Linked DNA regions of Sus scrofa: region 2 is linked to region 1. A link is a contact called in public HiChIP or PLAC-seq data. All regions are on one chromosome and are shown on one strand. Each heading gives the region's core, a stretch centred on a gene start, on an enhancer-like site or on the middle of the called end of the contact. The rest is flanking DNA. Distances are from core to core; before and after follow the strand shown. Region 1 has its middle 44 kb from the start of TCF7L2. Region 2 overlaps TCF7L2 (transcription factor 7-like 2).

Region 1 (2,595 bases), core at 60-2,559:
CTTTGAGCTCTGGGTCTTGAGGAGTCCTTCTGGAAAGGACCTCAGGAGTCACCCCAGGGATCACTGCCCTTACCTTGTATGTATGAGCAGCAAATAGGCCCAAAGAGTCTGGCATTTCCTGAATTCTGAGAAGAGAAGGAACCAGTTAAGTAACCCACTTTGGGTGCCCCCAGGTCATGGTCACTACCTCCAAAGTGGTCTGTTTAAGAGAGCTGGAGATGGAGCTCCCACTGTGGCTCAGCGGGTTAAGAACCCGACCAGTATCCGAGAGGATGTGGGTTCAATCCCTGGTCTCATTCATTGGGTTAAGGATCTGGCCTTGCCCTAAGCTGTTGTATAGGTCACAGATGTGGCTCAGATCTAGTGTTGCTGTGGCTGTGGCATAGGCCCCAGCTGCAGCTCTGATTCAGCCCCTAGCCTGGGAACTTCCATATGCCGAAGGTGTGGCTGTAAAAAAAAAAAAGAAAGAAAGAAAGAAAGAAAGAAAGAAAGAAAGAAAAGGAGAACAAAAAAAAGGAGAGCTGAAGAGAGGTCCTTTTCCATGAACCTTATAACCTTGTCCTGAGCCCTACAGAGACCCAGCTTGCAATCCCAGCCCAGCTGCTTTCTACCTATGTGAACTGGAGTGAGTCACTTTGCCTCTTTGAGTCAATTTTCTCATTTGTAAACTTAGAGATGATAGTACTTACCTCATAGGGTTGTTGTGAGGGTTAAAAAAAGGATGATAATAGTACAGCAGGTCTCAAAATTTGTAATCTCTGCACACCTTTACACTTTTAAAAATTATTGAGCACTCCTCTGGCCTCCCTTTAGAAAATTCTAGAAGAGTGATGGCACCGTCACACATCACGTAGCTTCTGGAAAATTCTGTTGTATGCTTAAGAGAGAATGAGAGTGAAAAAAGCAAATAATGCCTTAGTAATTTTATGAACATATTGTAAAAGAGTTTTGACTTCACAGACACTCCTGAAAGGGTCTGGGGGCTTTGCGAACTTCTGTACTTGTGCATGTAAAGCCCTGAACATGATGCTTAAAACATGGTAGGGGCTGGATTTACGGTGCCAAGGCCCGTGTGTAGGTTCATGGACTTGGCACCGGTGGCTGGTATAATTGAGCAGGTGCATGGACCTTGTGAACTGGAAAGTGGTGTGTAAACACCACTTGCAGGGCTGCTGGCAGGAAGCTCTTTCTGGGCTCTCAGCTGTGCTCTGCAGTTCTTCCAGGCAGGGCCTGTAGGGAAGGGCCTGCAGGAGGCCACGCGGGCCTGGGGAGCCAGCCGGAGGTATTTGTGGGCAGGGCAGGAGAGGCTACTTTTCAAGTTCCTGTTGCTGCTCCAAGAGAATGATTCATGCGCTCCAGGCTAGTGCAGCTACGTCATGTGAAGCAAGCTGAAAGGAAGAAAGGCAGCCGACAGGCCTTTGAGGGCTTCCGCTTGAGTCTTGCTGCCTGGTCCCGGAGAGCAGAGATTTCATCTCAACCGCACCAGCCTCAGTTACCTTGAGCATAAAACAGAGATGCTATGGGCCGGCAGAGGTGCTGGGAGAATGAACCGAGGTGCCCGTGGTGAGAGGGGAGGAGTCTGCAAAGGAAAGGAGGTCTTAGCAACCAAGCTACGTTTACCGACAGTGGTTCTCTCCGTTGGCCACATTCGATGCTTGGCTTTAATTGACTTCAGAAGGATTAGCTGAGTCTGTAGCTTGGGTGCTGGGTTCGAGAAGGTGGGGGCGAAGTATTTGGTGCTGGCCCTGAACTTGTCCTGCTTGTTTTGGGGGGAAAGGTCTGTGCTGTCCTTCCACAGCCCAGCAGCTCAGCAGCAAGTGTCCAGAAGAAGAGGGTCCTTTCTTCACTGTATCCCATCTCCAGGCAGACAGCTACCCAAGGGCACTCAGGATGGAGGTCCTGTGCCCACAGGTCTGCTTCCAGGGCTGCTCTGTATCCACAGGTCTGCTTCCAGGGCTGCTCTGTCTGCTACTGGCATTTCCTCTTCCTGGGCTCCAGGGTGGCCATCTGTCACGTGACTTGGTGGCCTCCAGAGGCCCTCCTGGTGAGAGGTGCTGTCATAAGTGCCTGCTCTGTGCTCAGCAGCATCAGGAAGGCCCCCCCACCCCCATCCCTGGTGTAATTTCTAGATGGTGAGTGGATGGATGGCAGGGGCTGTGAGTGGAAAGCGAGCCCAGACCTTCTGAAAATGAAGAATGAAGCCCTGCATGGACGGGGGTGATATTAGTGAAATTCACTATGACCTGTGCCACAGCTTGAACTTTTATGAAGCCCCAGGTGTGGTCTTTACCTTTCCCAGAGGTTGGCAACATTTTCTGCAAAAAGCTAGAGAGGAAATATCTTAGGCTTTGGAGGCTATATCATCTCTGCTACAACTTCTCAGTTCTGCTGGTGGAGCACAAAAGCAGCCATGGATAATAAGTAATTCAATGGACAGGGTTGTTTCCCAATAAAGCTTTATTTACAAAAAGTGGGTGGTGGGAGTTCCTGTCGTGGCGCAGCAGAAATGAATCTGACTAGGAACCATGAGGTTGCGGGTTCGATCCCTGGCCTCGCTCAGTGGGTTAAGGGATCTGGTGTTGCCGTGAGCTGTGG
Region 2 (2,595 bases), core at 30-2,529, 190 kb before region 1:
GGAAGGGAGGAGGCCCGATTTCCTCGGACACGGGTCTTCACAGCCACTGGTCAAGGTCTGGGGGGAAAATTAAATAAACCCATCCAGTTGCGTAAGTAAGTTAGAACCTGCTGAGCCGGTCAAATGAAAATATTTCAAAAATACATACTGGTGGGGATTTTTGCATCCATTTGCTAGATCAGGACTGACTGCTATGCATCTCCTCAGGTGCAGGAAGGATGGAAGAACCCCACAAGCTGCCAAAGTTTCACTGGCTTGATAAGGCAGACCTGCAAGGCCAGGACTGGGGGTGGCTTGGGGTTATGGATCCAAAAACCTCCTGTCACCCATGAGGTCCCCTAGTTAGATAACACTACAGCAATATGACCGGGGGTGGGGGTGGGGGGGTTGGTAAGAATAAAGGGAATCTGCCTTACTGATAACTGTATCTCTCCCAGAGCCAAGATTTGAACTTAACAAACAGGTTGGAAGGGAAGATAATTTATAAACAGCAATGACACAGAGATACTCACTAGGACACCATAATAAAGCCCCCCCCTTTTTTTTTTAAAGGATGAGCATCTGAATACATGGACACAGGCCAAACCACCTCCCTTTCCCACCTCCCTTAAAATACATGATTGCTCCCTTCTGAATAAAAAGAACCTGTCATCAAAACACGAAGAGGGAAGGCGACTGTGCAGGACAGAACTGATCCCTGTTCCGAAATTCCTTGGTTTTCATTGCCAAATAAATGACGTTTTTGTGGATTCTGAACCTTTGCTTTTCACAGCAAATTTAGGAATGTTGCCAGGAAGAGTCACCCAAATCCGGTCAAGTGGATTTCAACTCTACTAAGGAAGCGCAGGGACTGGCCACACCCTTGACAACATGTGTGTCCTTTGAGAAACTAAGCTCACACACGCTCAGGCCCCAAGCTGCTGTCACAGCGAATTACAGGGCTAAGGGGAAGGGATTTTAGGAAGGCAGGTCTTTCTGAGCCTCTTGCTGAATCGTGATGATTTCACCCCTGGCCCGGACTGGTGCTAGATGCCTAAGGGGAGAGGTGTATCGTGAGAGAGAGAGAGAGGAAGAAAGAGAACACTCCTGGCCCTCACACAGACAACGCAGCCTCTACCTCTTTCCTAAGCTCCTTGTAAACACACCCAGAGGCTAACACACAATGGGCACATCCAGCAAATAATAAAGTAAAATTAAATCATGTCATGCCTCCACCACAGCAACGCCCATTGGCCGTCTGGGGAGCGTCGGTGCCAACGTTCCCGCCACAGTGTGGAGTTGGAGCTCAAGTTTGCTCCTTGGAATCAGGCACAGATGGAGAGCATGTTGCAACCGCCCGCCTAAAGCAGACTGTGAAACTGGTTTCGGATGCAACCAAGCATCTTAGTATAGTCTGGACTGCGGTGTTTTTTTCAAAACCATCTTGTTTTTGTCTAGCACCTCTGTTCAAGGAAGTTTGGGAGGGACTATTTCTCATAATCAAATAAAGTCTTACATGACAACAGCCCCATTTTGTAGACAGAAAAACAAACAAGCTCAGAGGACTCAGAAGAATTGAGATTAGCTGGTTAGGCGCTTCAGCAAATGAAAAAGGAGGAGGAGGAGGAAGAATAATTGCAGCGAAGGTAGAATCGTTCCTGCGTTCCTCCCTTAAAGAGCCATGCACTAGAGCTCCCTGGTGGCTCAGTGAGTTAAGGATCTGGCATCACCACTGCTGTGGCTTAGGGTTTGATCCCTGGCCCGGGAACTTCTGAGTGCCTCGGGAGTGGCCAAAAATAATAATAATAACAACTTAAAACACTTAAAAAAAAAAAGAGTTATGCACTACTTCAATCAATACCCACTCAGGGTCTCTTTCACACATGGCACTGTTTCAGGCACTACGGAATACATCAGTCAACTAGAAGGGAAAAAGTCCTTGTCTTTGGGGACCTTACAACCTAGAGAGGGTGGTAATAAGTTCCTAGTGTCGAGGTGCTAATAGATACACTCCTGGAATCCCTTCATGGATGATCTAGTCAAAGTCAAACAAAAACCAGCTCTTTGACTATCCAGCCCAACGTTCAACGCCAATGACTCTGCTCCTGAAATACAGAACTGAAAAGCGTGCTTTATACGCTATAGAAGAAGCACAAATTTTTAATTGCCCCTTTTGGGGCTGTTTTTAAAGACTCTCAAATGCTAAATTCTGCTGTCAAATCACCTACAGATGAAGCGCTGTGCGCACAGGAGGTCAGGGGACATCACAGATTTGGGGGGTGGGATAACAAGCAGATGCTGGGTTTTCGGCACCATCCTGACCTCAGAGCTGCTGGCTATCCTGTTTGACCCACACAGCTGGCCAGTTTAGTCTATGTTTGGGTCAGAAACATCACTCACTGGTGCTCAGGAAGAGATGATGAACGCCACTTAATTCCAGGGCTAGATAAACTGCAACTCCTCAAACTACTGGCATGAACTCCATGTTTTTAGCTGCTTTTCCAACTATAACTTAAATAAGATATATGAAGAGGGCAAGAACAGCAATTAGACTCCACTTCATCCTTTACTGTTATTTTCGGGCAGCAGAGCTTATAAGGAGAAGAGTCTCCTTTA

What was found. HiChIP or PLAC-seq counts read pairs in DNA pulled down with a chosen protein or histone mark.
Region 2: an H3K27ac HiChIP or PLAC-seq map of alveolar macrophages shows a contact between it and region 1. The contact joins two enhancer-like sites. A contact is called at or near these places in 1 of 47 Hi-C or Micro-C datasets (embryonic fibroblasts) and 1 of 2 datasets of contacts at active chromatin or transcription factors (alveolar macrophages).

Annotation. Positions count from the first base shown.
Region 1 is chr14:123,298,210-123,300,804 of Sscrofa11.1, reverse strand. No RefSeq gene overlaps it. Among named protein-coding and RNA genes, the nearest start is that of TCF7L2, 44 kb to the left of the region's middle. Within about 2 kb of position 1,309, at least 21 of the 83 cell types and tissues checked have an H3K27ac peak or open chromatin away from gene starts, as enhancers often do. A contact at or near this core is called in alveolar macrophages and embryonic fibroblasts, where this site is marked.
Region 2 is chr14:123,492,080-123,494,674 of Sscrofa11.1, reverse strand. The region is part of intron 6 of TCF7L2 (transcription factor 7-like 2); the gene reads right to left. Among named protein-coding and RNA genes, the nearest start is that of TCF7L2, 150 kb to the right of the region's middle. Within about 2 kb of position 1,279, at least 13 of the 83 cell types and tissues checked have an H3K27ac peak or open chromatin away from gene starts, as enhancers often do. A contact at or near this core is called in alveolar macrophages and embryonic fibroblasts, where this site is marked.